Linked DNA regions of Mus musculus: region 1 is linked to region 2. A link is a contact called in public HiChIP or PLAC-seq data. All regions are on one chromosome and are shown on one strand. The core of a region is the stretch at or near the end of the contact, and the rest is flanking DNA. Distances in the headings are between cores, read along the strand shown. Region 1 holds the start of Kirrel3os (a long non-coding RNA gene). Region 2 overlaps Kirrel3 (kirre like nephrin family adhesion molecule 3).

What was found. HiChIP or PLAC-seq counts read pairs in DNA pulled down with a chosen protein or histone mark.
Region 1: an HNF4G HiChIP or PLAC-seq map of pancreatic cancer cells shows a contact between it and region 2, with 10 times the contacts expected there. The contact joins the promoter of Kirrel3os here to the enhancer-like site in region 2. A contact is called at or near these places in 3 of 115 datasets of contacts at active chromatin or transcription factors (embryonic basal ganglia, pancreatic cancer cells and stem cell-derived neural progenitor cells) and 1 of 9 other capture datasets (adipose tissue).

The regions. Positions count from the first base shown.
Region 1 is chr9:35,003,586-35,009,000 of GRCm38.p6, reverse strand. It overlaps Kirrel3os (a long non-coding RNA gene), which reads left to right and starts at 1,306. Exons shown (of 16, transcript XR_003948304.1): 1 at 1,306-3,389; 2 at 3,960-4,084. Kirrel3 (kirre like nephrin family adhesion molecule 3) reads right to left here. Exons shown (of 17, transcript NM_001190911.1): 7 at 1,203-1,308.
Region 2 is chr9:34,535,319-34,540,536 of GRCm38.p6, reverse strand. All of the region lies in intron 1 of Kirrel3 (kirre like nephrin family adhesion molecule 3), which reads right to left. Among named protein-coding and RNA genes, the nearest start is that of Kirrel3, 49 kb to the right of the region's middle. Within about 2 kb of position 1,721, at least 25 of the 459 cell types and tissues checked have an H3K27ac peak or open chromatin away from gene starts, as enhancers often do. A contact at or near this core is called in pancreatic cancer cells, where this site is marked.

The sequences.
Region 1 (5,415 bases), core at 57-2,556, 470 kb before region 2:
CAGAGAAAAGCACCTTTTTAGTTCCTTCTGCATCTTCTGTCACTTCTGGATAGTTCCAGATCCAGGCCAAACCAGCCTCAGGATCTGATTGGACAATAGGATTCCTGGGAGTAGGAAGCTCCCTGTCTTTCTGGTGGATGATATCAGAGGCCATCTGATCTTCTTGCTTCCAGTGGGGCGAGGGTTAACTCAGAAGGGATGGATAGAGAGACTGTAGGACTTCCCAATTTCTGGCTCCAATGCTGCTCTATTATCCACGCTGCAGGGCGCCAGAGCAGTTCACTATGTCCACCCTGAGTCTACCATGGCTTTCTCTGTGGCCCATTGCCCTTTCTCCCACCTGCTGGGACCGCTCAGCCTCATATCTCATGTCTTATATCCCTCTCCTCCATATCCCTAGTCATTGCCTTCCTTGGCCGGGACCATTAGCATTCTTGCCACTTGCAGAAGCTGCAGCTTAATAGCTCGTATCCATCGTGGAAGTGATGTCCTGGGCTCTGCCATCAAGCCTGGGTTGGTGGGATGTTAGAGTCATGGGAAGCTCTACAAAACATCAACCTTTGAGATCACTTAGTTTCTGGAATGCCATGTGATGATAAGCACAGGCAGTGCCCAGAGGAGCTGCTCTGAAGGTTTATTTGATCAGTCAGATGCATGTAAGGAATGCCTAGTTTATGCCATGCGATACGCCGCATGCTGAGAGCCATAAGTGACTAAATTGCAGTTCTTGCCTCTGAGAAACTCGGTCAGAAGGCGGAGACAGGCATGTGAAAAACAGTGATGCCTTTATCAGTTCTGTGGATGAGGATACAGGGTGAGGGGTGGCTCTGCAGGATTCCAGGTGCCCTTTGGGCTCTGGCCAACTATGCAGTGCTAAGTACACTGACTTATCCATTCTGCTAGCGATTTCAACATGTGTCTCAGCCTTGTTCTGTCATTTTAGAAATATGAAATAAACAAGCCATTGAAAGAGGAGAGGCACCCCTGATTCCTTGGCGGCGGGGGTGGGGTGGGGTGCATTTGAGCTTGAACGGAAGAGAGTGTCTGCTTGGCCAGTAGGTGGGTCTGGCATGTAGGGGAGAGGGAAGGCTGTTTGGGCACCTGCTGTGAAGCAACACTGTGGCCATGTGTGACATTCCACATGACAGGCACTGGGGTGGAGGAGCCTTAGACCAGGCTGTCTTCACAGCAGTGATGCTCACCTGTACTGGGTGACAGCTGGGTTGGCCTTTGCAGAGCAGTGGAACGTGACGATGTTGTCCTCCAATACCGGCTGTGGTTCCACGGACAAGTTGACAAGCGGTGGATCTGCAGGGAGAAGAGACTCACATACAGATGGGGAAAGAATAGGGCAGGGAGTCAGGGAAGGGCAAAACCTGGGATCCTGTCACCCAGGGGTTCCCTGAAGAGTGAGGGAGGCCTCATCAGGAGGCGACTTTGCTCCCTAGAAGTAGCTGCTTCAGATAGCCCTAGGTGCTGAGTGCTGGTCCCTCTATGACTCAGGGCTGGAACTAAACTGAACATCCATCTCTGGTGCACTGGCTTCCCTGGCCCCAGACATGGGGCTTAGCTTCAACTTCCACTCCACTTGAGGGGAGTGGTGGGAAGGGCCACTCAACCCACACACAGTACAAGCTTTTCTGTTTGTGAAATGTCTGTTTATTCTCTCCATGTAAAGGCTGTGGAGCCTCGGGTAACTCGAAGGCAGCATTTCCATCCTTTCATCTCTGCTGAGTGCTGACTGGTGTCAGCAAGCCCTCAGCATCCTGAGTAGGGACAGTTTGTTTTCTCATCTGACAGGATAAGAAGCCACACTCTGAATGAAATGCTAAATGGTCTGAGGTGGAGGAGGTGGAAAGTGGGAGATGGGGAGCCCACAGAGGGACCCATGTGGTTTGGTGGTGGTCATGGCAAACTGAGGGAGGCAAAGCTTATAACACTGAAACTGGAAGTGGCAATCACAGGGAAAGACAGACACCCTAGACAGACAAAGACAGATATAGAGATGGGGGGGGGCACCTACTGAGGCTTGCAGAAGGGTAAGAAAAGGAGAAACCTAGAGATGGGGGTAGGGAGGGGGAATAAAGAGTGAGATGAGGCTGTTTACAGACACACCCAGACTAAGATACATAACTCAAGAAAGTCAGGGAGACTTAACATGTAGGAAATGATAGGATATTGGAGAGAAAGAACACATGAAACAAAGAACACAGGAAAATGGGGATGGGGACAGAGAGAGAGAGAGAGAGAGAGACAGACAGACAGGCAGACAGACAGACAGACATGGGGAGAACAGAAAAATGGGCCTAGCAGGACTGAAGGTCTGCAGAGATGCAGAGAAGTAGACCTAGGCCCAGGGAACAGCCTGTTGGTCTGGTGGCTTTTTCCTTCTCAAGTAGTCAGTCTCATGCTTTCCCCAGAGGTTGGCTCATCCTGACACTGTATTCCCTGTAGCTCCCAAGCCTGGGTCCAGCACTTCCAGGCATCTTCCAAAGTGCAGGGGAAGGGAGGGTGAGCTTTTCCTCAACAGGTCCTGGAAGCCTGGCTAGAGTACACTCCCTGGCTGAGTTAGAGGGCGCCAAGCTCTCATGGCCTTAGTACCTGGGGCATCATCTCCTGACCTAGTGCCTGGCAATGAGTGCCCGGGTACCAGACGTTCACAAGGATTCTCTGTGGATTCAGTCTCAGAAAATGCAGTCAGAAGGCAGTTTCTCAGAGGCTATGGAGGATACATGTGTGGGGCACCCCAGGGAGTGACTATGTCCTCCTGTTCTGAGCTCTCCCAGATTCTGTCTGTGAGCTGCTGCTCAGGTTGGGTGCCAAGTGTGGGCACAGGGCTGAGCGGGGTTGCTATCGGCAGATGCCAGCAAAGAACCCCCACTTCTGAGCAGCAGGTGGCCACTTGTGTCTATTCTCCCAACCTTGTCTCCTACTTCCAGAAGGGAGAATGCAATCAGGTGGCTCTTCTGGCACAGGAGTGGCTGGCCTGTGCATCTTTTTATTTGGAGTTACAGGGAACATTGTGGTGCTATACTGTGGAACTTAAGCCTCCTTCCACCCCCAGGGTCATGGGTTAACGACTTGTTCCTCAGACACATGCTATTGAGGAGGAACTGGGAATTTTGAGGTGGGTGGGGGCAGTGGGAAGTCTAACAGAGGCCTTGTGGGGCTTGTGAGATCCCAGTCTCCTCTTTATTCCTTGTTCCCTGGCCCTTGGGGAGGTGCTTCCATGAGCACAAAGTCCTGCTATGAGGTGCCCTCTTAAAACAATGGGACCTCCTGATTGTGAAGTGGATCATCTCAAATTGTGGACTGAAATAAACCTTTTTTGTTTGTTTGTTTGTTTGTCTCAGATTTTTGCTACATTGATAGGAAACTGAGCAATACAGGTAAGTACATTATCCACATTAATTTCGATTTTCTTTTTTTTTTTTTTGTTTTCAAGGTGGTTCCACATGGGAGAGGTTTATTGTGCAGAGATAGAGGGGCGGTGAAGCAGGTAGAAGGGCACAGAAGAGGAAAAAGAGAGAAAGAGGGGGGAGAGAAGAAAGAGAAGAAAGAGAGAGCGCGAGAAGGGGGTGATTCCCTAATTTATACGGAAAATGATGTCACACCAGTGAGGGTGTGAACTGAGCCAAGTGGATTGTGGGATTGAGGGTCATTGTCCTGGCAATGCAGGTCAAGGATCACATAGTTAGGCCTGGGCTTGGAGTGTCCTGATGCTAACATTCCTCCCTTCTTGTTATTATAAAAAGAAAGGGAGAAAAGGAGAGGGGAAACCAATGGTGAAGAGGGAATAAGGGTGTTGTGTCTCTTAAGCTACTTCCTGCTGTTTAGGGGTGTCGTCAATTTTCAGGGTATATCTGGTCTTCACCATTGGAATCCGTTTAAGTGAGATTCGAGGGCTTACTAAGGTATCTGTGGCAAGGGATCACCAGGATTCTCTTCTCACTTCCTAGACTCCCAGCAACTCTCCCAGCAAGTCCTACAGAATCTTCCCCGTGGCTCCCACAGCTTCTCAGGAAAGGCTGACAATCTCACTGTCCTGTGCAGGGCAGGCTGGCCAAGCTGAGCATCCTCTCTGGTAAAGGAGCTTGTCCAGAGGAGTTTGCTAATTGCCATTGGGACCCCTGTGCATTGCTAGCCTCACACTGTAAACTCCATTCCTGGTGGGTGATAGGTAATCTCAGTTCAACTCTTGCTTGATATGATGGTGTCAGTTCAAAATTCCCACTACAGAGCTCAGGGAGAAATTTCCAAAGGCTCAACCTTTTCTTGGTGCTCTTTATGGAGTGAGATTTCTTGGGAAGCAAGAAGGAGGAACACATACCTACTGGGGGACCCTTCGAGGGTCTTCATTTGCTGGATGCCCTGTATACCCTGTTATCAGCGTCTCCTTCCCTTGTAACACCCTTGGTCCTTAGGGCCTAAGGAGAATAGACCCAGAGGGGTCCACTGCAGTCAGTTTCATTTGCATCTCTATCCCCAGGCTCTGGGATGCCACATCTCAGGATATGAGTTTCTAGGAGTCTGCCAAGTTCCAGAGGTATAAATAGTTTATGTCATACCCAACTATTAAACATGATTTTAATCCCACTTGAGATGTCGGATGCATAACTTGCAGGAGGGTGGAACTGAGATCACATTGAACAGATGTTACAGCTGAGCGTCTGTTAGTGTTTCCATCAGCAACCTGTGTGTGTGTGTGTGCGCGCACATGTGCATTTTCAGGAGAAGTGTGGAGGGTGCAGAGAGAAACTTCATGACTCAGTGATTTTATAGCACATCCATTTGAAACTTGGCAGCTGGACACAGAGTCCAGATGTGGTGAGGCTTTGTGTGTGTGTGTGTGTGTGTGTGTGTGTGTGTGTGTGTGTGTGTGTCAGGGGAGGGGGATTGCGCTTTCTCTCCCATTACTCAATCTGGGGGCTTTGTCTTCCGTTGGGTAACATATAAAGACCAAGGGAAACAAACAACAAATGCGCTTTTGCTGAGTTTGGAGACTTTGTGGTTGACTGAGAAAATGAGCAGGTTTGCAAAGGCGGCTCTGATCCAGCCTGTGGTATCCACTGCAAACAGCTGAATGCTTACTGAATGAGCAAGTGAATTTGAGAAGAAAGGAAGAGGAGGAGGAAGAGGTGGAGGAGGAGGAGGAAGAGGAAGAAGAGGAGGAGGAGGAGGAAGGCATGGAGAAGGGTTGGACCTTACGTGTTAGGTATACATAAACACACCTCCCAGCTAGGGGAGATGGAGTGTTGGATCAAATGGATACAGATGTGATGACATCTGGGGAAGGGTCACCACACACTCACCACCGTGGTTTCAACCATAATATATACTTTAATCAAAATATGTCATGCATGGTGCAAAGAATAGACATGAATGATGTCATTTAATTCTAGCTGTGACCTTAAG
Region 2 (5,218 bases), core at 472-2,971:
GTAAAAGCTCTCTTGCTGTATGAACCCATCCTCCTTTATGGAGGGAGATTAGTGCAACTGAGAAGAGTTCTCAGTCCTGTCCCAGGCACAGAGAGGGTCCAGGAAAGTTGAGCACTAGTCCGAAAGTTAGAAAAAAAGTAGAATGCTGTAGCGATCCTGGCTCACCATACAGCACTCTAAATAATGGGCTATCCCTACTCTAGGACTGAGAGAAGAAGATAGCTCTGAAGGACTTAGGTTTCCCAAGACATGGGAAACAACTACGCAGGAAAATGCATTTGCTAGAAAGACACTTATGACAAACCAGCGAGATTCAGTTTCCTCCCTCCAGGCTTTCTTTGTGCTTCTCCCCAAAGTCCCCAAAACTCCCACCTGCTCTGAAAGGTGACTGGCCTGGGCCAACATGTTAGTTTAACAGCACCGAGGGAGAAAAAAAGAAAAAAAGAATTCAGGAGCCTTCCTGGAAGAGGTGTCAGAAGGGAGGCACCTCCAGCTGCTTATCAAAATCTCGAAGTGCTCACTCCTGAGTGCACCTAGCACACATGTACATGCTCCACCAAGCAGCCAGGACTGAGTCAAGGATCAATGAAAATAATACATGGAAGATTTTCAGGAATGTGCCTGGCACACAGCAAGGGCTAAAATTGTTAGCTATTCTTTGCTCTCTATATTGATATTTAGCATTCACAAACAGGTTTCCAAACAGGATCCTCTACTAGTGCACACACAGAGAAATGAATACCCTAAATTTATCCATCCATACTCATTCATTCATTTATTCCTTTAAACAAGTTCCTAGAGATGGATCAGTTGGCCCCATAGTTATTTTTGGTTAGCTCTAGATACATAGTTCAGTGTTTCCACCAGCATGATGAGTTATCTGGGCACCATGAATTATAATTCTTTGTGGGGTGGTGAGTTTTCTGAAGAGGAAGCTAGAAAGAATCAGCAGAATGACCCTTTACTGGAACTGCTGTCAAGGGGATAATGTTCCTTGTAGCTCTTAAATGTTGATATTCTGATTCTTCTGGAACACTGAAATGGTGATGTGCTTCTCATGGAGTGACAGATAAGTGCAAGTCAGGCTGGGAGCACCCCATGGTGCTTAGGTTCTCCCTGGGCTCCAGCTAGCAGATATCAAAGGCTGAGCATCTCTCCATTCAACCTCTGACAAAAGAGAGAGATTGCTGTACCAGAGTGCTGTTGTCAGGCAAATAGGGATCCTCTTCTCAAAGGGCATTTTCTTCTGCATGGTGAGTGGGACGCCTGCTATATCTAGGACACATTCCAAAAATAAAATTCGGTGGCCACCAAGTGACTCAACGTAGCACCCTTCATTCTCCAAGAGAGGAAGGTTGCTAAGAATGGCAGGAACCACCCACAGATGGTCTGGGTACCAGTTGCATCAACAGATGCATACACAACACAGCCCTTTCCTTTAGAGCAACCAGCCAAGCTCACATCGAGTTCTCCACTGTGTACATTCAAAGCAAAATAAAGAATCCAAGAAAATCTGCATGCCAGTGTGTTTGGAGTCCAAGATAGATCAGGCAACGGGCCCAAGAGAAATGTAAGGCATCTGGCCACAACTCTCAACCTGAGCATTGAATTATGTCTCAGCTTTAAAACATCAAAGGGTGTCTGATGTCCATAAGGACCACACTGCTCTGATCTCCATTGTTTACATTGTTTGGTGGCCAAGGCCTTTTGGAATCTGAGTTTAGTCACCCAATTTCATGACTCATAAATGGTCCAGCTCAGGCAAGCCTTGCTTCCCCACTATGATCTTCTCACCACTCATTCTTGTTTCTGCTTTCAGGCCCTTACTCACTCACGCTTGGCATATTTTAAGACATTTTCATGTTCCTCCTACACATAGAAGATACAGCCTTCTGTGAGGCACAGCTGGGGACACTTTGGCCAACCAGTCTTGCTCCGTGCCACTATGCCACACACTCTCTCTCTCTCTGTCTTCCCCCCTCAGTCCCTCTTTCTTCCCTTTCTTCCCTCCCTCCTCCCCTCCCTTCTCTCTTATTCCCTCCATTCTTTCCTCCCCCCTCCCTTTTTCTTCTTCCTTAACATCTTACCTCACAGAAGGTTGGTTGGTTGGGGAACTACATCTCTTTCTCTCCCTCTCTCTTCCCCATCTCAACTCACAGAATGAAGATTGGATGGGAAACCATGAGTCTTGTCTGCATTCTTATCTTAGAAATTCTAGCATGCTAGTATGTTCTATCAAATCTCATTTGTATTCAAAACTCAGACTTCTTTACCTAAAAGGTGACAAAAGAGAATGAAAGTCAGGCCTCCCTAGGAACAAAGATACACCGTCCAAAGGAGGGAAAATTGCCAATATTAGACCTGCTAGAGAAAAGATTCATGGTCCAGGAGGCCGGAGACTTTTCTCAAGTAGAGGAAAATTCAAAGATGCATACTTAGTTCAGAAATAAAGTTTCTTCGTGTTGGTAACACTGAGAAATATTCACAAATTTTGAATCAAATTAAATTGGTAAAGTTCTCTTAGTCCTGTATTAGTCAGTTTTCTAGCATTGTAACAAAATATCCATAATAAGCAACTCATGAAGAGGAAAGGTTTATATTGGTTCATGCTTTAGAAGTTCCATTCTCTGGTTGGGTGGATGCATTGCCTTTAAGCCTCTGAGGAGGGTGCTGGGTAGTATAGCAGGGACGAATGGCAGAGCAAAACTGCCTACCACATCCTCCAGAAATACAAACAGTGACTGGGGAAGGAGCTCTGAGGTACATAACCCCTGTCAAAGGTCTGCTTCCAATGACCCTTTCCTAAGACCTCCTGTTCAAAGATTCTATCACATGCCAATAGAACTACCTTGGAGACTGACCCTTTAACACGTGGCTATTTGAGGGACATTCAAGATCCAAATGTTAGCATCTCTCTGGGAGCAGCTAGCTGACTACCTACCACAGATATGAAACGCCATGGCAAGGATCATCATGGAGGAGAGGAATCATGCATACCCTTTGCTTTCAGTCAAAACAAAAGAGAGTGGATACTGAAAACAAAGATGGGCATATAGAGGGATGTGCTGGGTGTTCAGTCATGGATTTTCATATTTCTGAATTCCCTCTAATGAGAACATAAGCTGCAGAGGGGCCGAAAGCATGCTTTACATTTTCCAGTTTATTGCCTGTAGCATCTGGCTCACTGAAGGACACACAGTAGCCACAACACGATGTCTTACTGAGTGGTGTGATTGACGAGCCTCTCAGAAGCTGTGGAGCCAGATGCTGCTGGAAGTTGGAAGTAGGTCTCTTCAGGAATGAGACAAGACAGTAGTAGAACAGGAGTTGCCAGGTGAGAACACTAGGGTGAGGCCCCAGTGTGAAACTTGTGCTTGTATCCCCCTCCTTACAGAATGGCTAACTGCCTTCTAGGGTCAGGCATTCTGTCTGAAACAGCTGCCCAGTCATCAGCAGATGGGACCCTGCTCAGTGCAACCAGTAGAAGAAGCAAACTTCCTGGTCATACATCTTCTGGTTCAGCCTCTCCTGCACTGAGCCATGGGGACTGGATGAAGTTCCCTGGAAATTCTTACCATGCTACTGCAGTCTTGAAGAATGAGCTTACCCAGAAGAAAGAAGCTGTTGACCAAAGAAAGGGAAGAAAGGGTAGAAATTATGCTTCAAACTAGGCCAACCACGAACAGAAAGTAGCTACAGCAAATCCATGCTTACGTATCTTATATATCCTGGCAGAGGCTCAGGGGGAGTAAAAGAAATATAGGGATTTAAAATAAATTGAGGGGTTTGTTTATGACTTATTTCCCCCTCTCTGTGTTTATAAGGGTGCATATATTTCTGTGTGTGCAACTCTGCATGCTGTGGACACCCAAGGTTAACACTGGCTGTCTTTCTCTGTCAGTTTCCACCTTATATATTGAGAGAGACTCTTACTGGACCTCGAGCTTACTGTTTCGGCTAGACTCCCTGGCTATCGAGCGCCAGGGATCTCCCTTTTACTGCCTCCCCAGAACTGGGGCCAGAGAAATACACTGCCACCCCATTACCCCAAGCTTTAATGTAAGTGCTGAGAATCGAACTTAAGCCCTCAGGCTGGAGCATAAAGCATTTTACTGACTGAGTTGTTTCCTCCACCCTGTGTTTATGACTGAAATATGATGGCAATAAAGTCTAGGAAAGAAGACGAAAGATGCAAGTGTAAACTGGTCACAATGAAACTATTAATGGACAATTACAAGCGTAGGTCAGATATAATTCACACACACACACACACACACACACACACAGAGAGAGAGAGAGAGAGAGAGAGAGAATGGACAGAGTGCACAACTACAATGGTGAGATAAAAGGGGCTGATTGGTGCCAGCAAATAATCAAATTGACCTCCAGTTCTTCACAAAAGAACAATTCTTACACATTCAAACCACAGAGTAGTAAACAAGTGTGTGTGTGTGTGTGTGTGTGTGTGTGTGTGATAGTCCTGCCTCTTCAAGGTCTCTCAAATGGCTTTTCTGATATACTGTTTTTATATAAATTCTGCAGTGACTTTCCCCTGGTGTTATTAGATGTTTGGGTTCCTCCGCCTGCCACAGGCTTATTTATGCTATCCTGATTTAGATCTCTTCCCTTCCCTCTCCTTTGCTGGAGCTGTTTTCACTGCATATTCTGCTGAGCTGCACAGCAACAAGACACATGCCCACCCCATTGAGGGATTGTGTGCATGAGTGTGCACACAGGGCTGCGGATATGGATATTTCATATCCATTTCGTTCCATGGGCTTCCAAATGAGGGTGCTGTGGGGTGTCGTGGACATCAGTGTAAGCATGAAAGGCCATGGAGTGAGTAATGGCCCATGGTCACCAATGGAGAGAAATTCAATGCAGTTCCCATTTGGCCTCAAAAATGAATAAATAAGTAAAGCCTGGTTTGGAGTTGACATTTTTATTTTATAGTCACATTAGAGTTGAGTTCAGACTGATTTCGTGCTATTATTGTTGATTATTTATCACTTCAGTGGAGAATTTATTGATTTACTTAATATTCATTGCTGATAACATGAGAGATCTGTAAATTACAAATTGTCTGGGGGCTCTGAGATGTTTAATTACGCTCTGCCTTTGTAGATGGCTGCCTCCCACCCCATGTCCTCCTCCAGCTTATATATGGGCTGGGAATGACATAGGGTGGACAGCCCTGCTTGTCCACGATCCAGTTTGC